Regions from separate parts of the Mus musculus genome. Here regions 1, 2, 3, 5 and 6 are each linked to region 4. Evidence: chromatin contacts called from public HiChIP or PLAC-seq and promoter capture Hi-C data. All regions are on one chromosome and are shown on one strand. Each heading gives the region's core, a stretch centred on a gene start, on an enhancer-like site or on the middle of the called end of the contact. The rest is flanking DNA. Distances are from core to core; before and after follow the strand shown. Region 1 overlaps Phf21a (PHD finger protein 21A). Region 2 holds the start of Harbi1 (harbinger transposase derived 1). Region 3 holds the start of Slc35c1 (solute carrier family 35, member C1). Region 4 holds the start of Creb3l1 (cAMP responsive element binding protein 3-like 1). Region 5 holds the start of Mapk8ip1 (mitogen-activated protein kinase 8 interacting protein 1). Region 6 holds the start of Large2 (LARGE xylosyl- and glucuronyltransferase 2).

Region 1 (4,119 bases), core at 1,310-3,809, 310 kb after region 4:
TGTGTGGAAGGCAAATGCCCGTTTCCTTTGCGTGTCTGCCTCCGACACTGAATAGAGACTGCCCTCGGATTTATTTATGTTTCCCTGTTTCTTAGCAGGTTCAAGCAACACCTCCTCAGCCCATCAAAGTACCACAGTTTATCCCTCCTCCTAGACTCACTCCACGCCCAAACTTCCTTCCACAGGTGAGTGAGGCAGTGGGAACTCCACCCGTGGGAAGTGTGGTGATATCCTCAGGGGCTTGCCCATGCAGTGAAGGGGCAGTGAAACTACCTGAGAGAAGGAAGGCGGCCAGGATAATACCAGTGGAGGGAAGCATCGTGGCACCATTACCTTGGTTGGGGGAAATATAGCCATATTTAGCAAAGGGAAACTTTGCTAAAAAGACTAGAAGGAGGGCTGGAGAGATGGCTCAGAGGTTAAGAGCACTGACTGCTCTTCCAGAGGTCCTGAGTTCAATTCCTAGCAACCACATGGTGGCTTACAACCATCTGTAATGAGATCTGACCTCCTCTTCTGGATTGTCAGAAGACAGCTACAGTGAGTCTACTTACATATATAATAAATAAATCTTTTTTAAAAGTGGGGGGGAGGAGTGGGCAAGCAGCCCCTTTTTAAAAAAAAAAAAAAAAAAAAAAAAAAGACTAGAAGGAGAATCAACAGCCAGACGAGCCCTTGTGACACCTGGCTTACAGGAGTTGGCATAGGGGTCTGCATCGGGCTTTTCTACCCAGCAACTAGACTGACTCTGCTCGACCCCAAGCAGTCCATCCAATAGAAAGACCAACACTTATGCTCTGAGAGTATAGCTTTCAGACACAGAGAAAAAGGAGTCTGTCTGTGAGGGGTCATATAGTACTAGCATGAGAGAAGACCATCCTCTTATTTATCAGATAGATCTTTACTGTTGGTAGCAAACGTTCCAAGCTATTGTGTCCTGAATATGCTAATTTCCAAGACACAGCTGCAGCAGCATCACAGTTGCCTATAGGGTATTAGCGTCCATAGGGGAGTACGGTAGACTGAACGTGTGGATGGGACACAGACCATTCTGGACTGAGAAAGTACATTCATGATTTCCTAGAATAGTCTACATTCAATGTGAGACCTAAAACCCTAGTAAAGTCTGTCTGATATATTTTGAAGAAGGAATTTTTTAAATGTCCCAGGCTGAGAGTACCAAGTAGGCTTTCATGTCTTGAGTGGAGACACACCATGTACATTCAAAAAGCCAAGGAGATTTGCTGTGGCTGTGCAGAGACCATGAGGCTACCCAGGTTAGACTTAAAGAAGATCCTGGAAAAGTGTCCTGGAGAAGAGCGAGCCTGTGGATCGTCACCATTGTGCAGAGATGTGGGTTGAGTCCTAGCAGCAAGGGGGTCTATGGAAGTGTTTACAGGCAAATACTTAACTGGATGTCTTAGAGATTCCCTCTTTTTGCTGGTAGACAACAGGTTGGAAATGGACAGGAAGCACAGGCTGGACATTAAAATGTCATGAGCTGATCTTCAGAGACTCTGCCTCTAGTCCTAGGCACTTTATATGGACTGCCTGGTTTCTTTGGGTTTTTTTTTGGGGGGGGGGGTTGTTGTTGTTGTTGTTTTTTGTCTGTCTGGTTTTTTGTTTGTTTGTTTTTGAGACAGGGTTTCTCTGTGTAGCCCTGGCTGTCCTGGAACTCACTCTGTAGACCAGGCTGGCCTTGAACTCAGAAATCCATCTGCCTCTGCCTCTGCCTCTGCCTCTGCCTCCCAAGTGTTGGGACTAAAGGCGTGTGCCACCACTGCCCAGCTGACTGCCTATTTTCTTTCTCACAACAGCTGTATGAAAGGCTTTCAGGAAAGAATCAAAGGTTTAGTTCATGTTTTTCAAACTAAAATTAATTAATGTGATATGTTGGTAGATTTCATGAAGCTTTTGTGCTTTAGAAATGTATATAGGTGTAGCAACAAGGTCTTGCTGCTGTATCAGTAGCAGCCATCACGGGATCATTTTAAATTAACCTAAACATTCAGACTTAGAAGTCTGTCATTGGCCGGGCGGCTGTGGCGCACGCCTTTAATCCCAGCACTTGGGAAGCAGAGGCAGGCGGATTTCTGAGTTCAAGGCTAACCTGGTCTGCAGAGTGAGTTCCAGGACAGCCAGGGCTACACAGAGAAACCTTGGCTCAAAAAACAAACAAACAAACAAACAAACAAACAAGAAGACTGTCATGGGCCACACTTGGTACCAGTATGCTTGGAAACACTGGAAGACTTGCTACTTCTGGTAATGCAGATTTTTTTTCTCTCTCTCTCATAGGTTCGACCCAAGCCTGTGGCCCAGAATAACATTCCTATCGCTCCAGCGCCTCCTCCCATGCTTGCAGCTCCTCAGCTTATCCAGAGGCCTGTCATGCTGACCAAGTTTACACCCACAACCCTCCCCACATCCCAGAATTCCATCCACCCTGTCCGTGTTGTCAATGGACAGACTGCAACCATAGCCAAAACGTTCCCCATGGCCCAGCTCACCAGCATTGTCATAGCTACTCCAGGGACCAGACTCCCTGGACCTCAGACTGTACAGCTTAGCAAACCAAGCCTGGAGAAACAGGTAAGGGCAGAGTGTGTCTGCACCTGCTGTGGCAATAGCCTTGCCCTTGAAACAGCAGCTGCTGGACGCTTTCTAAATACTCTTTCTCAAGTGTTCTTCATCTCAGCACCAAATCAACATCCTATCACTTTATTGTATGATAATTCACTCACATTCAAAAGAGCCTTTCTCCTGAATTAAGTTGAATTGTTTTCCCAAGGCTTCAGAGTCTTATGTAAATGTGCTCCCCCTGCTGGCTTTGATGCAGAAATTCACAGACAGGCCCCTCTGCCTCAGGGAGGAAGCACCCCATACTGGAACAGAAAATACCATGGTTACTTTACCCACTGAGAGTCCAAGTGAAGACCCAACTGGGAGCGTCACTCAGGAGCAATAAACAAAGCAGAGAAGGGATTTCATTTCAGAAACTTCCTTGATCATCACAGATGACATAGAACCAAACTGTAACTTTCTAGACTACATGTAGCAGACATTTTATTTTAGTTCAAACATTGAAGCCCTACCTTTATATTTTCTAAATTCAGATTTTTATCATAATTTAGTAAAGTTAGTAAGACTAGAGGAAAACTGGTTACCTCCAAAAATAAAACCTTGAAGGCACAAGAGCAGCCTTGGGGAGAAGGGATTTCTAACCGTCACTCTTTCCTGTCAAGAGAAAGAGCAGTGACAACAGTAGGCTTCAGAGAAAAACAGTTTTCAAGAAGTTGCTTTAACTAGCCATTGGCCTGCTGGGGCAGTCTATAATTTGGAATCCAGGAGGCTTAGGCTGCAAGATGGCTGCCACCTGCTCCCAGCCCTGGCTGCAAGCCAGGACTGCCCTCTAGCTGTAGAGCACTGAGCTCCTTGACAGGGCTTCATGGTCCCATTTCCCATCGCTAAACCTCACTTGACTTTATAAAGAAAAAGTTGTTTTGTTTTGTTTTTTTTAATTTCCATTTTATTTTTCCTTTTCCTTTTCTGATTATATAGATATAATACATGTGACTTAAGGATACAGACATCACAGAAATATAAGTTGTAGAAGATTCTCTCCCCCAACTTATGCATTTTCTGAAATATTTTACAAAATTTTACCTGTAGTAGTTAGTTACTATGAACATTTTCAATCATGTGCTTGTCTCAAACCATCAGTGTCCTGGGCTGTTTCTAATCACTCAGACTTGGTCTCTCATCCATGAGAAAATAGTCTCTGGTGAGTCTCAGTCTTCTGCCTGAGCGGGTGGCCAACCATGATTCAGAGAGCCCGGCCCCTGGTGGGGTTGTCACAGGCTGCCTTGGCCTTCTTAAACAGAAGAATCTTGCATACACACTCCCAGGCAGCAGAGTTGAATTATAAAACTTTGTGTTTAGGAAACACACAAGACAGCTCATCACCATTCCTGCAGAGCCTGCCCAAACACCAGGAAGTGCTATGAGGGCTATTCTGAAACAAATTACTAACACCAACTAAATCAGAAGTTTTTAGACTGTGTGGCAGTCGGGCCTTGGTGCTTAAATATGGAAAGTCGTGTGCTCAAGTACAGGGGC
Region 2 (3,921 bases), core at 925-3,424, 310 kb before region 4:
TTATTATTATATGTAAGTACACTGTAGCTGTCTTCAGACACTCCATAAGAGTGCATCATGGTGTATTACAGATGGTTGTGAGCTGCCATGTGGTTGCTGGGATTTGAACTCAAGACCTCTGGAAGAGCAGTCAGTGCTCTTAACCACTGAGCCATTTCTCCAGCCCCGCAGAAGACTTTTCTAATAAGTTGCTCCAATGCACTCTACAGTTAAAAGCAGGCAGGTATTTAAAATGAATGTGAAAATAATTTTAATGAGTTATAAGCCTTTAAAAGATTTAAATTCAGTCTATAGTGTTTGGTATGGTAGTTCACACTTCTAGTATTCAGGAGGAAGAGATTCAGGAGTTCAAGGTCACCCAAAACTATATAAAGTGAAAACCAGCCTAGGCTATATAAATATCCTGTCTCAAAAACCTACAAGAGCAGATAGATAGATAGTGTTGTTTGGTTGTATTACATGCCTATAGCCCAGACCTGGGGAGTCAGAGGCAATAGGACTGCTAACAAGTTCAATACTAGCCTAGTCTACATAGTGAGTTCCAGGCCAACAAGTGTAATACACAAAAAGATCTTGTCTCAAAAAGCAGAGATTAATTGGTTGTGAATATAGCTCTGTAGTAGACTGAGCAGAGTGATAGGTTAAACCTCAAGTAAGAACACGTATGTGTTTGTGTATAGATATATAATTATTGTATACATATAAACATATACATATAAATAAATTTATACATATTTCATTAGGAGAATTTCAAAACTAGACATGATGGTATATGCTAGATAATCTCAACACTTACGATGCCGGGAAAGGAGGATCAGTAACTCAAGGCAAACAAACCCTGGCTGCATAGGTGAACCCTGTTTCCAACTATCCCAACCTAGGCCTGTGACAGCCTGCGTCGGTATTCTCAGCTCCTCAGGAGGCTGAGTGAAGAAGATAACTGAAGCACAGGAGTTTAAGGCCAACCTGGGCTACGGGCTACCACCGAAGTGGGGAGGGGGGAGCCAACAAAGGAATGTTACCTTGAGGATAGATTGAGCAGATTAACTAGGAAAAAAGTGAATGAGAGATTTACAACCCAAGAAGGTGCTTAGCCACTTAATTCAGAGATTTAATGAGAATAGGTTTTCGCAGGTTATTCCACTGCCAGTAAGAACATAGTCCCCTTTTTCACTAGTCAAGTCACCCTCACTTACAGGAGGACTTCATACTTGGCATTAAAAATTTTTTTTGATTGACTGAAAACTTACCTAACCTACCTTGATACCCAACACCGGAGTTACGGCCCTACAAATGTTCTCCAATAGATCTTTTTGACATAACTCAAAGAGACAATAAAGTAGCAAGAAAATTTCGGGGGATGTCTGTAACGGTTGGGACGCCTCAAGAGCCAACAGGGTCTACACCAACCCAACTTCTCGTAGAAAACATAATCAGGGGATTATGGAACTGAACCTCGGTTGCTTGGCTTGGGCGTCCCCAAGGTGGTGGCCAAGGGAACACAGATCAGTGACCTCCCACTCGGGGGCGCTGAAAGATCCGGGGGTTATTACCCTCAAAAGTGAGTACCTGCGAAGCTACGGCACAGAGAGTGGCTCCGGGCTCTCATTCCGGAGGCCGGGGCCTGGGGCCGGCCAACTGCACCTCCCAGCAGAGGGTTCCGCGCTCCCGGGCGGTAGTGACAGCACAGGTCGCAGAGAGATATCTCACGCTAACGAGGCTCCGGGATCCCAGAACTGAAAAAGCTGTCGGACTGGTGTGGACTGGTTTTTCTCAGAGCTTCCCCTTCACACGTCAAACGATCTCTCCCGCCCTAAGCCAGCAACCAGTCGCTGCCCGGCGCCGCCATCCTTAGTGTTTGTTTTCATCCGCTTCAGTGCAGGCGGTGGGGAGGTAGAGCGCTACGGAGGAAATGCAGCTGCCTAAATTCAGCTGCACTTTCGCTACACCACAAACGACCTATTTAATATTTCTGTACATCAGAGTCTTCAAGAAAGGCGGCTTATTTCCAGAAATAAATCATATGATTAATTTTAAAGCCTTTTAGGAGAAAAAAAAGGGTTTGGGAAGGAATTTAGGGAGTTGGAGACTGGGCTTCGTGTAGAATGTACGGAAGCGAAGCGCAGGCCGCGGTGGCCGAGGTGCTGATGACGCGGCGTGGGGCGGGCGCTGACGCGGAAGGGGAGGTGCGGCTGTTGCGCACCGTGGCGGCTTGTGTGCGGCCGTGGGTTCCGGAGGCGGGCCTTCTTCGGCCCCGAGGGTGGAGAGTGCTCCGGTTAATCCGGTAGCTACGGAAAGGTGGCGATCAGCGTTCGGTTATTCTGGGTCGAGCAGCCAGACTTTGGTTATCTTACTATTTTTGAGACAAGGTCTCGCTGTGTAACTCAGGTTAGCTTTGAACGTAATGTAGCTCCAGCAGGCATGGAGCACGCGGCGATGCTACCCAGTTTCCAGAATGCTAACATTACAGGCTGGACCAGCCTTAGGAGCTTTTTGTTTTGTTTTACTTTGTTTTGACTGGTGCTCGTAGTCCACGCTTGCCTCGCACATGATCTTCTGGTCTACACTTCCCAAGTACAGTGAGCCCATTCCTGGCTGGGGCATCTTTACTTACACGGCTTTTAAAGGAATAAACTTTTTAAATACATTTATGTTTTGGAGGCGGGCGTGATGTGGCAAGGGTGTTGGACGATTCTTTCTTTCCACCATATGGATCTCAGATAGCCAACTAATTTATTTCACCAGGCTTCACAGGCAAACCCTGTGCCCTCGGAGCCATCTTTGTCCCTTAATACTGTTTTGAAAGCGGGTTGAAAAGTGGCCTCGGTGTTCCAGACCTACCTGGTTCACTTAGCTTTTTCCTCCTTTCCTTCCTTTTATACTCTTCCTTCCTTTCTAGCCTAAAGCTTCGGGATTTGGGTCTCTTGAGATGAAGGGAAAGCCTGTTACAGCAGACAGTGTAGGTCCCCAGGCAGGGCCACAGACTGTCTTTCTTCCTTTCTCCCCCCCCCCCACCCCCCCTTTGTTCTACATCTCTAGTTGGACTGGTTTGAGCACTCCCTCATCTGTGGAGCCATAGGGCTTTGCAAAACAAACCTCTGAGTAACCCTTAAGGTGTTTTCAACTTGTCAGCTGTCTCCTGGTTGCCACAGACCTCTTTTACCTTGTAAATTGTTTGTTCTCATGTGTTGTTCTCAGTTGAAATGCCAGGCAGTAGATGAGCCACTGGGATTGAACTCTTATTGTCTGCAAATTAGATCAAGTTTGTCATACAATAGTGAGTCAGTGGAGATAAATCTAGAGTTAACAAGTGAATGGCTGAAAAAGGTGTAGGTTTTGAGTCATTTGGTATGGTTTGGATCACGTTTCTAATTATTTTTTTCTTTTAATTAACATTTACAGAAAGAAGATTATAAATGTCAGAGCCATTTAACTGATGGTTAGCTGTTGAATTCTGATACTTACTGCGCTGGGAAAAATTCGGGAAAAGCAGATAGAAGAGGACCTCCACATTAGCAATGGCTATTCCAATAACAGTGCTTGACTGTGATCTCTTGCTGTATGGCCGAGGTCACCGGACCTTGGACCGTTTTAAGCTGGATGATGTGACTGACGAATACTTGATGTCCATGTATGGATTCCCCCGACAATTCATATACTTCTTAGTGGAACTCTTGGGGGCAAGCCTTTCTCGGCCTACTCAGAGATCTAGGGCTATTAGCCCTGAGACACAGATCCTGGCAGCATTAGGGTTTTATACCTCAGGGTCCTTCCAGACTCGGATGGGAGATGCAATTGGAATTAGCCAGGCCTCTATGAGTCGCTGCGTTGCAAATGTCACTGAAGCCCTTGTGGAACGGGCCTCACAGTTTATTCACTTTCCAGTTGATGAAGCTGCCGTACAGTCTCTAAAGGACGAAT
Region 3 (4,040 bases), core at 1,322-3,821, 440 kb after region 4:
GGGACCCGGGCTCAGGTTCTCCAGAGACTGTACCTTCCTGCATGTAAGTTCTCCTACTAGGAGGCCCATCCCCTCTAACGTTGGCAGGGCTGGTGGACTGAAGTGGGACCCCACGGTAGCTTGTAGGCTGGAAGGAGGAGTACCAGATCTCTTAGGGTATGTATGTGGGGGCAGTGGGAGGCATCCTGCCACTATCTGACCTCTCTCCGCCCAGACCCCTTAACCCTGGATCCAGGAGCTGCCCAACCAGGGCAATGTTTCTAGGGAAGACAGTACAGGTTGGCCTGGTCCCTACATCTAGAGCACCCAGCCTGGGCCTCAGAGACACCAGGGACATCTAAATAGGCCAAACAAGACGAACTAAAATCCAGAGCAGGTACAAATGAAGGTTGCTTTTCGTTCATTCAGGACTCTGAGGGGAAAGATGCCCTGGTCTCTGTAACCCAGCAGCCACTAAATTCATTCAAAGTGGCAAACATGTTCCCTAACACATGCTGTCCAAGCCAAGAGGCCCTTGCTCCATGTGACTGCCGGGCACTGAAAAGATGTTGGCGGAATCAGGACATAGTGGCTGCCGTTAAGGGGCCGGATGCTTCAAAGTTCCTGGGCTTTCATTTAAAAGCACATTTAGACTGTAGTGATAGTGTTGGTTTTCATTGCGCTAACTCCCAAGGGTCAGGAGCAAAGCAGACTGGCTTGAAACACAGGCCAGGGAGTATGACCAACTGGGGACTGCGTCCCAGACTATCTGCTTCTTAGTTGTGGGGCTGTGGCAAGGAGCGCAGCCTCTCCGAGCTGCAGTTTCACAGAGATGCCGCCACTCAGAGAGCTTATGGGTACAATAAAGAGGATGCTACAAGTGTAATGATCAGCACAACGCTCCTATCGGTAATTAATTACTTATGGTCACATCTGAGAAGGTAGTTAAAGCCTCTTAAAGCACACACATATTGACTGGACCACTGAAATGGCTCAGTGGGTAGAGGTACTTGTGCCAATTGTGATGACCTGAGTTCACCCTTGACCTCTTGAGAACAGTGGTGTGTTGGTCAAGAGTGTAACCTATGGAGGTAACTGCTTATGTGCAAATTTCTGCTACGTCAGTGATTACCTGTGTGATCCCAGCTACTTAGCTTCTCTGTGCCTTGGGTTTCTCTCCATAAAACGCAGCTATATTATACCTTGTAATGGGGATCCGTTACATTAACATGGCTCAAATGCTTAGCTAGATCTGAGTGTCTGGCTGGCTTTGCTGTAGTGTCTGCCTAACATTATTATGTTCACCTTGGCTGGATCCCTAACTTACTGAGTCACAGTAAGGAAGTTATTTGTTCTCTACAGGTCTCTCCCTATGACTGGTGGTGCAAAAGACCTGGGACAGATAATGAGTAATGTGGTATTGATCTTTACGATTCCTGCTCCCCACGCCCCCAGTCCCACTCACCAATGATGACGCCGCAGGTGAGCAGGGCATAGAAGGAAGTGGTCTGTTTGAGCAGCAGGTAGGAGAGAAGAACGTTGAACACGGTGGTGAGCGAGCGTCCCACGTTGTAGAAGGGCACCCCTACGTACTTGAGGCAGAGGTTATTGAAGGTTATCATGCCGATAAAGACCACTGACAGCGGCAGCACACTTCGGGCCACCTTGAGGTCCAGGTTTAGGGTGGGGAAGTCTACCATGCCGGGGCAGCAGGTGGCCAGAGTGCTGAGGCCCTTGCACAGCAGTGAGGTCACCAGGCATTGGTAGAAGGTGACAAAAATGGGGGTATCCAGCTGCAGGGAGGGGCTGTCCAGCAGGTACTTGTTGAGGAATACCATGGAAATGGAGGTGACCCAGTAGAGAGAGACCACCAGCGCGATCTGCAGAGCCCGGAGCAGAAATGGCTTGTTCCCGCTCTCTGACTCCTCGGAGACAGCAGAGACTCCAGTCAGCGCCATGCGCAGGATCCTGGACCGCTTCAGAGGCGCCCTGTTCATGGTGGCAGAAGAGCTGGGTCACCTTACGGCCAGAAGCAGTCCCTGGACTACAGGGCTTCAAGCAGCTAGGGTCTGTGGCTGCAGCCTTCAACTGTCACATGGGATGACCTATCGGTCCCCTCCTTCTTGGATGAAGTTCTGCTTCCGGATTTGCCGAGGTGCACCGCTCCTCATCTTGCTCGCTCCCGGGGCGGGGGAGGGAGGTGGTGTCACGAAACAAGACCCAGGGAAGGGAGAAGGGGCCTAACTAAGGATGTGGGCTTTGACAGCCATGGCCAGTTTGAGGACAGGGGACACGTGAGTCGCAGGGAGAAAGGAAGCGAGAGAGCGAAGGAAGGACGGAGCGGAGGAGGAAATAACTGGACGCGGACCGCGTGGGAAGCATGGGCTGCGGGAACCCCCGGAAGCACCCGCAGAGCCGAAAGGAGGGCGTGCTGCAGGGAGATCACCGAGGCTCAGGAAGGCGTCTCGAGGGACACGGACAGGGGCCTGACCGGAGCAAGGCCCTGCGGTTGCCACGAGCCGAATTCAAGTTCCGGCTCAGCGACGCGGGTCCCGGGCCACTTACCGAGCAGGGCGGGCCCTGCGCGCATTTCCTGACACGCCTACGAGCCGCCTTAAAGGGCCAGCTCGCAGGCCGTTGCCACTTCCCGCGGCCGTCAAGAGCTCCCCGGCAAGTCTGCACCTATGCCCACAGACCTGCCCTCTTCTTCCGGGAGTCCCCGGAGATCAGGGAAGGGTTTGCAAGTGCTATAGCCTCTCCCATTTTCTGGAAGGTTCTGTCATTCTCCCCTCCACCCGCACTATCTTTTCCCCTGATATCTTCAGATCGACCAGACTCGGTCAGGTGCATCTTCACCATCTACCCAGAAAATGGAATACCACCTTTCTGCTTAGGGAGACCCCCCCCCTCCCTCCGCCCAGCCCTTGCGCCCGGCTCCCCACCGTTGCACCTCCCTCGTCCCTCGAGCTCAGGCCACTCGGGAAGACCTTGTTGCAGTCCTCTCCTTTTTTCCTACCCCTATTTTCACCGCTTCCAGACCTAGTCAGGACATGAAGTCCCGGAGATCCAAGCAGCACTTCCAGAGGCGAGAAGCCATGTCACCTCCTCCAGATAAAGTCCATTCTGGATGCCCAGACCAAAGCCTCTGAGCTTCTCAATGCTGTATCCCCTTCCCGGGGCCCTTTCCCTTCCAGAACGTACCGTCCGTCCACCCGACTGGGCTCTGGTGTCCTGGCTGATGCAGGGACCTGGTGCTCACCCTCGGCGGTGCCCTCGGGTGCACCTGCAGCACCACCCTCGGCTGAACTTGCAACGCTGCCCAAGCCGCGCCCCCAGTACGACTTCCTGCCACGTCGGGCTTTGGGCAAGGTGGGGCGATTACCCACGGGAGCCCATCAAGAAAGCCTCTTTCCTTTATCTAAGGTCAACGCCATCTCCCACCCTCCACCCCAGCTAGCCTGGGACTCCTCCATTCTGTTACTGTCGTTTGGCGCATCCCTTGACAAGATGCATCTTTGGCCCTATGGGTCCAAGCTGGTGCTTCCAGAAGGGCGTGGTTGGGAGAACTGCGGATGCCGCCACTCCCCTACGAGAGTACCCTTCTCAGTCCCGGGAACCAGGCTTGAGTGGGCCATTAGCTCCAGGTCTTTTACACCTGGGCATCTGGAAGGGCTGACTTTTCTCTGGTTTCTCCCTAGCACCATTGTTGGACAGGCAAGTTTGCCCTAGGTTGAGCTGGTTTTATTATGGAAATGGCTAACACAGTGGGTTCCAGACTTATTGCTTATGTGGTTGGTTATAAAGATGTCTCGCTTAAAGTATTTCAATTACTATTTTATTAGTAGGGCCTGATGGTAAAGGGCTTGTAATCCCAATTGAGATAGGAAGATCAAAAGCTCAGCCGCGCAGTGGTGGCACACGCCTTTAATCCCAGCACTTGGGAGGCAGAGGCAGGCAGGCGGATTTCTGAGTTTGAGGCCAGCCTGGTCTACAGAGTGAGTTCCAGGACAGCCAGAGCTACACAGAGAAACCCTGTCTCGAAACACCAAAACCAAACCAAA
Region 4 (3,995 bases), core at 981-3,480:
AGCCTCGAACTTAGAAATCCCCCTGCCTCTGCCTCCCCAGTGCTGGGATTAAAAGTGTGTGCTACCACCACCTGGCTATGTTAATCTTCTAACCAAGTCCTTACAATAATGCTACAGGGAAAGATGCTCTCCCATTACAGATAAGGGAATCAAAGCCCTGAAGAGCATAAGTCTATGTGAACAGCTCCATTAGCTGGTGGCAGAAGCAGAGGCAGATGTAGAATTTCCATGTTCTAGCCAGGAGAGGAGCCCTCTCCTCCTGGAAACCTCTTCGCCATGACTATCCAACCCTGGTCCAGATGAGGGCTGTGGCCCCAGCTGGCCATTCCCTTCTGGTGTCCCACTGCGCATCAGGAATTCTTTCCTGCACTGGAGCAAGGCCAGAAGAGCAGCTACAGAGCAGAGCAGGCTGCAGCGTTCATTGAGAAGAAAGCCCAGCTCAGTCGGTCCCCAGCTGCACTGTCCCTGGAGCCTGGGCCCCAACAAACCTCTTTCCCTCTGAGCAGAATCTTTTACCTGCTCCAAGAGGGCTATGTGGTCCCTCAGGAAGCTGTTGTTTTACTCCTGGGAAGCATCTAGAACCATCCTTAGGAAGCACTGGCCCGGTTTCCCTCCATTTTACAGATCAGGTAATGGAGGCCTGAGGGGGAAAGAGAGACACGCATGGCCCAGGCTCACAAGGGAAACAGAGGCAGGATGAGGGTGTTGCCACTTCTCCTAAGACTAAGCATCTCTCCTAGTTCCTTCCATCTGATGTAGAAGACTAAGACTTGAACAACCTCCCTCAGACAGCAAGGCCGGGACATGCTGCTTGAGAATGCCTGGGAGATCTGTCACCCCATGACTCCCTAACTGATGGAGACGCGAAATCAAGCTGAGCAGGACACTCAATGACATCTAAGGCCTTTGTCTGCTTAAGTTTTGTTAGAGCAAGAGGTAGAGACAAACAGGTGGGGAGCCATGTGTTTGGTCTCTGGTGTGTGTGGGGTGGAGGGGTGTGCAAATGTGGCTCATTCCATGGTGGGGGTGGGTTCCCAGAAGATTCTCCAAACAGCCCACGTTTCTTCAGGATGAGCCCCTGAATCCTGCCCCCCCCCCCCCCCACCGCGTGTGCGTGTGCGTGTGCGTGTGTGTGTGTGTGTGTGTGTGTGTATCTGTCTGTCAGCCATGCTCCTCCTCCATCAAGTCTTAGGGCTGAGCCCGAGTGAAAGAGAGTGAAAGGAAATAAGAGAGAGCCACGTTTCCTTAGAAAAGAAGGGGAAAGGAGTGAGAAGGAGGATAACTTCACAGCTAGGAGCAGTCATGAAGCCACAGGGAGAGACAAAGTTAGCAGAACCACAGGGAACTTAGGGACAAGAAGTACAGTGGCCAAGAGACTGATAGGAAAAAAAAAGGGTCTTCTGAGACGTCACCCGGTGCTTCCCTGTCCCACCACCCCCTACTGCCTTCCCGGGAGGGAGGCCAGAGCAGGGTTCTTCAGTTTCTGGGTCTGGCTCTGTATCTGGGTCTGCCTCTGACCCCCTAGAAGCTTCGGGCGTCTGGCCTGGGAAAGCACCCCTGTGCGCCCCCAGGCGGAGATACAGCCCCAGAGCCACCGAGGCCCTAAAGAGGGCGCAGGAAAGAGCTCCTCTACTTTGCGCCCAGTCTGGTTCCAGAACCTTGGGGTGGGTGGAGGGCGGATGGAAGACTATGGCTGACTATGCCGCGCGCGGGCTGTGGGGTTTGGGGTGAGGATTGGTGTCTCGTTAGTTCATGTCGAGATTCAGAGGCCCCTTACGCCTCCTTGTCCCCTTCCTCTAGAAGCCAGAGGCCAACGTGTTCTTGGATTGAGTCCCCAGGAGTGGTGTGGGGCGAGAGCTGCGAGCCTACTCTCTAGGCTCCTGGTCTAAGAGGGGCGTCCAAGGAACTAGTTGCCCCATCTTAAAACCCTAGCACGTGTCCATCCAAGGGACCCTGTGCTGAACCCCCTCCTTGGCTCTTGCGGGTCTTTGCAGGGTTCCAGGCGCTCTGCGGAGAGGGGTGAGAGTTGTGTGCAAAGGGGAACCGAGACCCTTTCGTTCTTACCGCATTGTTGAGGAAATCCGACTCATTCAGGTCTCCCAAGTCCAGGAAGCTGGATCCCGGGAACAGCCTGTCGGCCGGGAAAGGTTCCAAGACGGCGTCCATCGCGCCGGGTTCCAGGGGACCCCTTCGGGCTGCGCTTTCCTCACTCCAGGGCGGCGGCGAACCCCGCACCGGGCTGCGGCTGGGCGCGGGCAGGCGGCCCGGGGGGCAGGTCCGGGCGAGCCCCGGGGGAGGAGCGGTGGGGGTGGCGCGGGTCGGGGGCGCTGGGGGGCCTTAGGGCAGCGGCGCCGAAAGCACCGTGGGCTTTCAGCCGACTCCTCCTCCTGCTCCTCCCGGGGCGCAGCTGGCTTCCATGGGGAGCCCGGGGGTGGGGCCGATGCTGGAGGAGCCCCCCAGGCCGGGCGGGAGCCAGGGGCGGGGGAGCTCAATGCTCCCCCGAGGATGGGTGGCTGCCGAGTCGCAGAGATCTCTCTGGGTCTCTTCCTCTGCGCGGCTTCTGTCACTTTCCGGAGTCTGAAACTGGGAACCCGGGGCTGGTTAACCCAGCTGGCCCGGGCGCCACGCCCCCACATCAATATTCACGATAACTCAATATTAATGAGTAGAGGGCGTGGCTGGGGCTTCGTCGCCTCTCCTTTAAAGAGACGTGTGTCTGTTAGGTTTCCTTGGCTGGCTCAGCTCTCTGAGTGCTCAAATAAGGGGGATAAAGGCAAAATTATCCTGGAAACTGTAGGCTTCGTGAAACCTGGACGGCTTGTGATGGCTTTACAAGCCACGATTCTGTAAACTGAGGACTGACTAGGAAGCCAAATTCGCCTAATTCTCCTTCTTCTTCTTCTTCTTCTTCTTCTTCTTCTTCTTCTTCTTCTTCTTCTTCTTCTTCTTCTTCTTCTTCTTCTTCTTCCTTCTTCTTCTTCTTCTTCTTCTTCTTCTTCTTCTTCTTCTTCTTCTTCTTCTTCTTCTTCTTCTTTCTTCTTTCTTCTTCTCCTCCTCCTCCTCCTCCTCCTCCTTCTCCCCCTTCTTCCTCCTCCTCCTCCCCCTTCTTCTTCCTCCTCCTCCTCTTCCTTCTTCTTCTTCTTCTTCTTCTTTCTTCTTTCTTCTTCTCCTCCTCCTCCTCCTCCTCCTCCTCCTCCCCCTTCTTCCTCCTCCTCCTCCCCTTCTTCTTCCTCCTCCTCCTCTTCCTTCTTCTTCTTCTTCTTCTTCTTCTTCATCTTCTCTCTCTCTCTCTCCTTTTTTTTTTTTTTTTTTTTTTAAATAGGGTGTCTATGTAGGTCCGGCTGGCCTGGAACACTCTCTGTAGACCAAGTTGCCCTCAAACTTAGTTTCCCCCTTGCTTCAGTCAGGTGCACCACAGTGTCAGGCTTTTTTCAGTTTGATATTAAACCCTGGATTAAACCAAAGTCAGGGAATTCTATCCTCCCTGGGTTGGGGAGATGACGCAAGAGTCTGTTCTTCCAGACTCAGAAAATACCTTTCCACAATGGTGTGTGTGTGTGTGTGTGTGTGTGTGTGTGTGTGTGTGTGTATGTGTGTGTGTATGTGTTCACATGGGGAGGGGCAGGGTCTCATGTAGTGTTTTTGTTGCTATCTATCTATCTATCTATCTATCAATTATCTATTCGTTTTTTGAGACAGATTTCTCTGTGTAGTTAGCCCTCACTGTCCTGGAACTCGCTCTGTAGACCAGGCTGATCTCAGACTCACAGAGATCAACCTGCCTCTGCCTCCGGAGTGCTGAGATTAAAGTCATGCACTGCTGCCTGGCATCACACCCAGCTTTTGGTAGTGCTGGAGATCACACCTGGGGCCTTCTGCCTCTCGGCCAATTGAGCCACATCTCAGTTCTTGACTTGCAGCTTCTTTATTTAGTCTTTATCACTGAGCTCTCTCACTCTTGGCTTCTGTGTCTCCTCCCCTGGGAAGCCTTCCTG
Region 5 (4,255 bases), core at 1,224-3,723, 380 kb after region 4:
TTGAACCAGCCGGGCGTGGTGGCGCACACCTTTAATCCCAGCACTCAGGAGGCAGAGGCAGGCAGATTTCTGAGTTTGAGGCCAGCCTGGTCTACAAAGTGAGTTCCAGGATAGCCAGGTCTACACAGAGAAACCCTATCTCGAAAAACAAAACAAAACAAAACAAAACAAAACAAAACAAAACAAAACAAAACAAAACAAAACAAAAGAACAGTTGAACCCACAGCCCTACCAAAGAGTCACAAGATGGGCATCGAAGATCAGGGTTAAATGGAGCCAGACCAGTGGCTGCTGAAGCAGGACAAGAGAAAGGGCAGTGGGGGTTGTTGAAGTAGGCAGTAGGCCATGTAGGGCCCCACTGCCCAGTGTTATCTCCAAAGCCCGCTTTGTCTCACAGCTAGGGCACAGTGTCCTGCAGGCCAGCCCACTCCTCACTCAGCCTTTTGCTATACTGTTGCCCCCGCTCTACATAGCCCAGAGTTGGCCACACATTCCCTGGCTAGTAGCCTTCATCTTGGCTTCTCGGGCCTGTATGATAAACAATTTCCTGCCAGAATAGGGTGTGAGCCTACCCTGGGCCAGAGATAGGGCCTATAGGGAGAGGGAACAGAGAAGGCTGAGACCTGGTTTCAGGTTCCAGTCCTGACCTTCCAGTCAGATTTTTCTGTGGTTCCTAGGCTAGCCCCTCTGCCTTCCTTATCTTCCATCGCCTCAGCTCAGCAAAGGGCAGATTAGGGTGGGCCCTCAGGATGGTTGTGAAGGTTCAGTGAACTACCCTGGAGAAACACTTTGACAGAAACAAGCTGTACAGATTTCTGCCAGTGTGGCCGGCTACCTGTTGAACAGTGACTTGGTGCATACTGTCTCCTTCCCAGGCAGGAATCAATATTAATTAACCCACTCCACAGATGAGACCAAAGACAAAAGCAAGCTTGGATCAGGCAGCGAGGAAGCAGTGGAAACAGGATTCGAACCTCTGTCCCTCGCAGCTAATTCTCTTCCCCTGCAAAGGCCTGACCTACCAGGGAGAATCTGAAGCATTAGCCTGGAGGCTTTCCTCAGGTTTGGAACCATCCTCTGGCCCCCTCCTTCTGGTTCTCTCAGCTGGGTTTAGGGCCTCCTTGGAGGATTCAGGGCCTGATCATACCATTTAAGATCGTGTGTGTGTGTGTGTGTGTGTGTGTGTGTGTGTGTGTGTGTGTGTGTGTGTCTGTGTGTGTGTGTGTGTGTGTGTGTGTGTGTGTGTCTGCCCACCTGAGGACCTGGGAGCTAGAGACCCCTTCAATAGATGACAACTTGGCGCCAGAGCCCAGCTGGGGCCTGGCTGGAGCAAGGGTCCCAGGAGAGAGAAAGGCGCCTGCTCCTGATGGGGAAACAATGAGGTATGTCTCAGCTTCTACATTCTGGAGCAGTGACACCCTTCTCTTCTTCGTCACTCTCTCTCTCTCTCTCTCTCTCTCTCTCTGTGTGTGTGTGTGTGTGTGTGTGTGTGTGTGTGTGTGTGTGTGTGTATGTGTGTATGTGTGTGAAAAGGTGAAGAGAGGACAGTCACCGGTTCAACACATCATGCCTTACATCTCTGAAATTCATTCACCTGGTCTAACATCAGATGGAGGGGTGGGTCAAAGAGGAGCTCAGTTCGGTGTCCTGAGTCTTTACACAGTGGGGACCCCCCAACAGTATCCCTGGATATCCACAGGCAGATTCCCCTCCCTCAAGCAAATTGGGTTTCACTGGTTGAGGCCAATCCTTCTGCACCTGTCCTGAGATACAACTGACCAGGGAGCTGCCCAAATTCAGAAGACCCTGTCCAAGATCGCCTAGCAATCTGACCCATCTGGCCAAGCTAGCTGGGAGAGGGGTTCACGACTCTTCTTAAAGGACCAAGGGTTTTGAATTGGGGCCTCTGGGCCCCCAACCCCTTAGCCTACTTCCACCTTGGGTTAGATACCTTGAACGCGGCAGGATAAAGTCTGGGCGGATTGCTGCACCGGGAATTCCATCCAAACCCCAGACCCACTCCCGCCAAGGTGGAGGGGAAAGGCGACCTCCCAGGTTCCTGCCCCAGATCCACCTCAATCACCCCACCCCATGACACGGAATGGCAGAAGGAGCTGCGGGGGGCCACGCGGTGGCCACCAACCTGGACTGGAGGTTGTGGGGGCTGGGGGCTCGGCCGGGAAAGGACGCCGCCCTCAGGGTCTCCAAGGATCCCGAGGTTCCGGGCCTCGATCCTTACCTGAAATTGGGAGGCGACGCGATGTGCAGTCCCAGGAATGGGGAAGCGGCCGGTGGGGACGCGGCGCCCCCGCCCAGGCCGCTCTCTCGCTCCGCCATTCCGGGGTGCAGCCCTGGCCATCCGGGCGGAGAGCGGCGCGGGAGGCGGCGGCGGCGGCGGCGGCGGCAGCAGCGGAGGCGCGTGGAGGAGGCCGCCGCCGCCGCGGGGTTCGGACTGAGCTGGGGCGGGCGCGGCTCCGGACAGCGCGCCGCTTCGCCTGCGGCCCCCGCGAGAGCGCCCCGCGCGCGCCCCCGGGCCGGCTGGGGTCTTGTGGCCCCGCCCCCGCCCCGCCCCGCCCCGGCGCTCTCCGAAGTGCTGACGCTTCGATCCCGTGGCCCTGGGTCCCCTCGGCCTCCCTACACATCCCAGGGACATTCCAAGCACTGGCAAAGCTTTGCTCTCCTCAGAGCTGGACCTAGATCGAGGGCATCAGCGGATGGCAAGATCCTGCTCCCCAAGTCCGTCTTTGGCCTTCCACAGCAACTGGGGTAGGAAAAGGGTTACAGAAGATGGCTGAGAAAGGAGAGATGGTGGTGGAGTGGGGTCCAAGAGCAGTCAGCTATGGGGCCAGGTGACCTAAGACCACAGCTTGGTTCCACAAGTGAACAGGCAGTGGAGAATTGCATTAGTGACCTCATAGTTCCAAGGCTTGTCTTTCCCATGTGTGAAATGGAATATGAGCCCTCCATGAGCATGGGGAGGAAGAAAAACGATAGAAATACTTGTCCCTGGGAGCTGGGAACACCCACCTGTGCACTGGGATCACCTCCCGCAGAAATCTCTGAAGGCCACCTCTATCAAGACCCACCCTTTAGTTTTGTTTTGATTTTTGAGACAGGGTTTCTCTGTATAGCCCTGGAACTCACTCTGTAGACCAGGCTGGCCTCGAACTCAGAAATCCGCCTGCCTCTGCCTCCCAAGTGCTGGGATTAAAGGCGTGCGCCACCATGCCCGGCCTAAAAATGTGTAGCCCAAGCTGGCCTCCAACTCGTGATCCTCCTGCCTCTGCCTCCTTCAGCAAAGACCCCCTTGAGCCCTGACCACCCCTGATAACCTGAGTGATGCTTTTGGTTTCTTAGCCCTGTGAAGCCTCTGTATGCCAGGACTACCCCATCACTTGTTTTTCTTTCATTTCCAGTTTGTCCTGGAAGTTACCATGTAGCCTCAGCTGACTAAGAACTGATGACAATCTTCTTGAGTCTCCTGCTAAACTGGGGGATTAGTGTGAACTCCTGTGCCCAGTTCTCAGCACCTGTCTTCCCACTGCGTTTTCTATCTAGCACCCCTTTTGCACTCACACAGTCCTGAACTGGCTTCTCCTACCCTAAGGCCTAGGACCTTCCTCATCCCCAGGGCCGGATTCTTGAGAGCTTTGTGGTTGCTTCTGTTCCTTGCACCCACTCTGGGTCTAGCTGTGCTTTCTTCCTGGTTCTCTATTGGGTTTTCTCACACAACACCGTTTACCAAGACTCGAGTCCCCGTTTTTGGTGGCTCAGAGAGCCTCCCTGCCAGGTCACCTCTGGCCACAGACCCTGCCCTTCACATAAATGGAGCAGGACAGACCAATGTTCTACAGTCTGTGCAAACTTGATTGCCTCCTTCCCCTTTCCAGCAAGAAGCGTAGGCACCTACCTTGTAGTACTCAATCTCCCTGCTTCAGCCCTGAGAACACTCCAGAACCTAAAGCCAGAGGCCTTGGCTGCCTCTCCCCTCCCTGCCACTGATGCTTCAAGAGGTAAAGGTTTGGTCACTTTAACTCTCTGCTCTGGCTCAGGCCTCTCACAGGAGGCCCTGCCCAAACCATCTGCTGTTAAGGCACCTTCCTCCCTCCCTCCCTCCCTCCCTCCCTCCCTCCCTCCCTCCCAGGAAAGCAGCCATGCCTGATTAGCATGGTTAATGTGTGCTTGTCTCCACTGGGCAGCATCCCCAGGAGGTCAGAAGTGTGTGAGTATGTAGGACAGTTCCCTCTCATAGAAC
Region 6 (4,019 bases), core at 448-2,947, 350 kb after region 4:
ACCACCTGCTTGTCTGGGAGGGGAGGGTGGAAGGGAGCTGCCTGGGGATGTGGGCTCTGGGCTTATCCAGAGCAGTGGCCTGGGGAAGCTGGGGAAGGGGCAGGCTAGGGCAAGGTTGCAGGTGTCTCACCAGAAAAATGATCAAAGAGTGCCCAGAGCTCCACAATGTCAGAGGAGAAAGTGACGTCGGTATCCAGGACGATGACTCGGGCCAGGCTGGGAGGCAGGATGCTGGGAAGTACTAGCTTCATTAGCCCATAGAGGCCAGAGTAGTGTTTGTTGGGGATCCAGGAGACCAGGGGCTGTCCGGAGGGGGCGGGGGTAGAGATAACATAGCAAGTGGCACAGCAGGACGTAGCCATCGCCCCCCCCCCCCCAAAGGATGAAAGATTTCAGCTCCAGGAGGTCTAGTAGGACAGAGTTTTTCCTCTCCCACCACCCACTGCTGAAAGGAAGAAGAAGGTGGGCCTAGCTGAGCACGAGCGCAGAGTTCTTCCTGCCTTGAGTTCTTCCGCATCATAGAAGCTGACCACCACCGCTGGCACCATCCATGTTCGGAAGAGTGTCTCCAGGATGTTTCTGGCTACGGCATCAGTTATCAGGTGGAGGTGCAGCGGATTTTTCCTTTTGGGTGGAGAAAGTTAGCCTAACATGGCTGTGCGGGAACAATACAGGATTCTCCCCACGGGAGGAAGCCCTGTCTGCTACAAGGAGCTCTTGGGAATGTTCTGGTGGCCCCCTTCATAAGAAAGGAAACTCAGAACAGTGGGGCTTTGTTACGGGCAGGTTTTTGACCCTCATCCAGGCCTGTCTGTACCTGTAGAATAGCAGGGACTTCGTTAGGGTAATAATCTCTCGGCTGGAGTTGTATCCCGCACACACGATAGCCACATGCAACATCTGGGGAGGGGACACCTAGGTCAGCAGCGGCCCTCAACTTCTACTAGCTAGCTTAGCCATCCTGGTCTAGAACAGTGTAGCCCCACCTGGCATCCGAGCGGAGGTGGGGATGGGGAGAAGGGGTGCCTAGATGCAACGCCTCAATTTCATAAGTGAGGAATTAGAACAGGAGTGGGGGGCGTGCGTTGCAAGCGTCCTCTGGTATCCCAGCTGGGTAGCTACATGTCAGGTGCTGTGGTTCCCACAAATGCCCAGATGGTTGGACTGGCCAGGAACCTCGGGGATGGCAGCACTTGGCACAACTACCTCGCACTTGGGTGGCAGTAGAAGCTGCGGGCTGGAGGCGGAGAGGTTGCGACTCCTGTACGGGTCTTCATCGAGGGTAGCAGTTGTGCCCAGTCCATCTGAAAAGACACGTGGCGTGAGCAGGCAGCGGTCACACAGGGTCCCTTCTTCCCCTGCCCAGCTCCGGCGCTTACAATCCGGGTCCCGGCCGAACAGGAAGAAGCCAACCACTAGCAACAGCAGCAGCAGCAGCACGGCGGCCCCCATTGCCCGGGGGCGACCTCGGGGCAGCATGACTGTGGGACTCAGGGCGGGGCGCGACCCCGGGCTGCGGGCTCCATCACCGACCCTGCGGACCAAGGACCATAGCAAGATGAGCACTGGACCGCGGGGCCCGACGGCTACTCGCCCTGCTGTGCGCAGCAGCTGGCCTCACCTGCTCCAGTGGCTCCGGGAAGGCCCTGTTCCTCCTGCGACCGCCCTGCAGTCAGGTCCCGGTCAGAATCGCGAACTAGCCCCGCCCCCAACCTGGGCTCAGGTTTCACCTTTGCTTAGCTGAGCTGGAAGGGGCGGGGAGACCCCCGGCAGGGCCCCGCCCCTGCACCGCACGGTCTGGGAACCTTCAACCCCTTTTAGGGTGGTTTTGCACCATGGCACGGGGAGGGCTAAAGGCCTTGGGGACGGCTACCCAGGGTGGTCCTGTGCCCACTACCTGCACCCTCCTGGCTCTGGGACTCCATTCCTAAGGGGAGGAACGGATGACTCTCAAAGAATTGGCAAACACACCGCGGAAGTTTAGGAAGCTGAGGGTAGTGGGGATGGGATAGGAATGTCCGGCCCAGAGGTTAGGGACACCTGCTCAGTTCGACGACAGGAGGCTGGGCCTGCTGGGGCCACCTGTAGCCTGCAGGCGTCCTCCCTGGCCCTTAGCCCTACCCAGAAGCAGACTGGAAGATGCGGGCACTGTGCCCTTTTGAAGGCCACCTCCCCTCCTGCTGGCCAAGAGCCTCCTTGCCGCTGGGGCAGGGCCAGGCATCCCCCACTCTTGTCTAGAAAGCTGTGATTGTGCCGGGCTCCAAGGCCTGGATTTCTTCCTCCCTTTTCTCTCCACCCTTCAGCGGGCCTCCGGCACGCCTTTTGCCCTGTAGGGGTGCAGGGAGCTCTGGACTGTGAAGGAGACCCGCCACGGTCGGTTCAGCACAGACTGAATGCCAAGCCCTGAGCTAAGTGTTTGCCAAGTCTTTACTCAGGTAATCCTCACATCACCCGAAGGACACAAGATGAGATTGTCCCTGAAGAGTGAAAGGAACCTACCTATAGCCTTTGGCTACTTGCTAGGCAGGCAGCCTTTCACTGCTCCTGTAGGCTCCCAGCTGTGGCGGGTCTTCTACCTCAAGACCTGCCCCTGCCCTTCCTCCTGGAATGTAGTTTTCTCTACATCTCTTACTTATTTTCCCAGGTCCTCAAGGGAAGTTGAAGTTGCCTGTTTGTTCTGGGAGGTAGCCCCCACCTCCCACACCTCCACGCACATTCCAGGCATTCAATGTGTGTATGGAAACTGGGTGAGAACTTGGACCTGCCCTTTAAGGTAAGGGCCTCACCAGCAGCTCAAGCTGGGCCTTTTAGCGGGAAAGTCCAGTTGTATAAAGGGAGGCAGATCCATCAACAGTAGCCTGGGGCTGGCTCCCGTGATCGGAATGCCTTTCTCTGGGAGATGAGGATCAGCCTGTAGGTCTTTAGCGGTTGCTATGGAAACCGAAAGCCGCCTCTTGGACTTTTAGGAATTAAGAGAAAACCCTGGTGTGCAGGGCTTTGAGTCCCGGTGCTCCATTGTCATCCTCAGCCTGCTGTGCAGTTGGGATCTGGGTCAGGGGTGGATGAGAGTGGCCCTCAACCCAGAGCAATGGTTGTGGGAATCAAAATGTGAAGGAGCACGGAGGGTCACAGGCAGAGCCTAGACCAAGGTAATTTCATAAAGAGAGGTGAGCTGGTGGAGATACTAACTCTGTTGATCCCACTTGGGTCACTCATGTGGATCCTGTCGAAACTTCAGCACTGTGGGTGGGGTAGTGAGAGGGAAGGGCAGAAAAAATCTGCTGGACCTTCAAGAAGCCCTTTGGGAGTCTTCCAAGGAAAGGAAAGCCCAAGTGAGCCTAGTCCTTAGGAGCTGAGATCTCCCCCTCTCCTGCCAACCATTTGAGCCAGTTCTTTGCTTTGTGACCTTGGACCTGTCCCGAACCCTCTCTAGGATTCTGCCGTCCTCATCTGGGCCTGTCCAACTGGTCTTTCTTCTCCCCATGGTTTAGGACACACCGAAGGTGTGAGGATCCAGCACAATTTATCCCGAGGCCTTTGCAGCCCAGCCTTGCCACTAGGTCCAGGCAGGAATCCAAAAGGGAGGGGCCTCCTGCCTGCCCGCCAAGCCTGCGCACACCTCTGCTCTTTGTCTCTGGAGCCTAATCAGCCTCCAGATCTAGAAGAAGAAAAAAAAAAATCAGGCAGCTCTGTTGCTGCCAGCCTGGCTGGACCCAGTCCCCTCTCCTAGAGAGATGAGCTCTTCACTGTTGGGATATGGAGGGGAGGTGATGGACCACTCTGTCCTCCAGGGCCTCTTTCCTTCCCAGAACAAAAGACCATCTGATGAAATCTTGCACCTAAGTACTTGCCGGCATGCACACACAAGTACAAACACATACACCTTCACTTCAGTGGCAGCAGAGGGCTGGAGGAGTGGCCCAGAAGGCAGTAAACTCATTGACTTCCTGAGGCCAATTCCTAAGCCAAGCTTGCCTCATCGTGTCATGGGCTAGAGGACACTGCCAGAAGCCTTAAAT

The links. Promoter capture Hi-C pulls out the DNA fragments that hold promoters and counts their contacts. HiChIP or PLAC-seq counts read pairs in DNA pulled down with a chosen protein or histone mark.
Region 1: an H3K4me3 HiChIP or PLAC-seq map of embryonic stem cells shows a contact between it and region 4, with 4 times the contacts expected there. The contact joins the enhancer-like site here to the promoter of Creb3l1 in region 4. A contact is called at or near these places in 2 of 39 promoter capture datasets (embryonic stem cells and stem cell-derived epiblast-like cells), 1 of 15 datasets of contacts at CTCF or cohesin (the NIH/3T3 cell line), 3 of 115 datasets of contacts at active chromatin or transcription factors (embryonic stem cells and stem cell-derived neural progenitor cells) and 1 of 9 other capture datasets (pancreatic islet).
Region 2: a promoter capture Hi-C map of neural stem cells shows a contact between it and region 4. The contact joins the promoter of Harbi1 here to the promoter of Creb3l1 in region 4. A contact is called at or near these places in 1 of 39 promoter capture datasets (neural stem cells) and 1 of 9 other capture datasets (adipose tissue).
Region 3: an HNF4G HiChIP or PLAC-seq map of pancreatic cancer cells shows a contact between it and region 4. The contact joins the promoter of Slc35c1 here to the promoter of Creb3l1 in region 4. A contact is called at or near these places in 5 of 39 promoter capture datasets (embryonic stem cells, liver and neural stem cells), 1 of 484 Hi-C or Micro-C datasets (embryonic stem cells), 8 of 115 datasets of contacts at active chromatin or transcription factors (the SCID.adh cell line, embryonic forebrain, embryonic stem cells and 5 more) and 1 of 9 other capture datasets (embryonic stem cells).
Region 5: an H3K4me3 HiChIP or PLAC-seq map of bone marrow-derived macrophages shows a contact between it and region 4, with 2.7 times the contacts expected there. The contact joins the promoter of Mapk8ip1 here to the promoter of Creb3l1 in region 4. A contact is called at or near these places in 1 of 39 promoter capture datasets (embryonic stem cells), 2 of 115 datasets of contacts at active chromatin or transcription factors (bone marrow-derived macrophages and forebrain) and 1 of 9 other capture datasets (embryonic stem cells).
Region 6: a contact with region 4 is called in an HNF4G HiChIP or PLAC-seq map of pancreatic cancer cells. The contact joins the promoter of Large2 here to the promoter of Creb3l1 in region 4. A contact is called at or near these places in 8 of 39 promoter capture datasets (the C10 cell line, cranial neural crest, embryonic stem cells and 2 more), 2 of 484 Hi-C or Micro-C datasets (both in embryonic stem cells), 9 of 115 datasets of contacts at active chromatin or transcription factors (embryonic hindbrain, embryonic midbrain, embryonic stem cells and 4 more) and 3 of 9 other capture datasets (adipose tissue, embryonic stem cells and liver).

What each region holds. Positions count from the first base shown.
Region 1 is chr2:92,328,217-92,332,335 of GRCm38.p6, forward strand. It overlaps Phf21a (PHD finger protein 21A), which reads left to right. Exons shown (of 19, transcript NM_001362829.1): 9 at 96-185; 10 at 2,299-2,592. Among named protein-coding and RNA genes, the nearest start is that of Large2, 41 kb to the right of the region's middle. Within about 2 kb of position 2,560, at least 11 of the 459 cell types and tissues checked have an H3K27ac peak or open chromatin away from gene starts, as enhancers often do. A contact at or near this core is called in embryonic stem cells, where this site is marked.
Region 2 is chr2:91,708,678-91,712,598 of GRCm38.p6, forward strand. It overlaps Harbi1 (harbinger transposase derived 1), which reads left to right and starts at 2,175. Exons shown (of 3, transcript NM_178724.5): 1 at 2,175-2,574; 2 at 3,403-3,921. The coding sequence starts at 3,519. Atg13 (autophagy related 13) reads right to left here and starts at 1,915. Exons shown (of 17, transcript NM_001355419.1): 1 at 1,570-1,915.
Region 3 is chr2:92,457,223-92,461,262 of GRCm38.p6, forward strand. Slc35c1 (solute carrier family 35, member C1) reads right to left here and starts at 2,572. Exons shown (of 2, transcript NM_211358.2): 1 at 1,445-2,572. The coding sequence starts at 1,976.
Region 4 is chr2:92,021,940-92,025,934 of GRCm38.p6, forward strand. Creb3l1 (cAMP responsive element binding protein 3-like 1) reads right to left here and starts at 2,231. Exons shown (of 12, transcript NM_011957.2): 1 at 2,065-2,231. The coding sequence starts at 2,166.
Region 5 is chr2:92,398,790-92,403,044 of GRCm38.p6, forward strand. It overlaps Mapk8ip1 (mitogen-activated protein kinase 8 interacting protein 1), which reads right to left and starts at 2,474. Exons shown (of 12, transcript NM_011162.5): 1 at 2,240-2,474. The coding sequence starts at 2,337.
Region 6 is chr2:92,369,360-92,373,378 of GRCm38.p6, forward strand. It overlaps Large2 (LARGE xylosyl- and glucuronyltransferase 2), which reads right to left and starts at 1,698. Exons shown (of 15, transcript NM_172670.3): 1 at 1,622-1,698; 2 at 1,380-1,534; 3 at 1,207-1,304; 4 at 818-900; 5 at 501-624; 6 at 131-302; 7 at 1-13. The coding sequence starts at 1,479.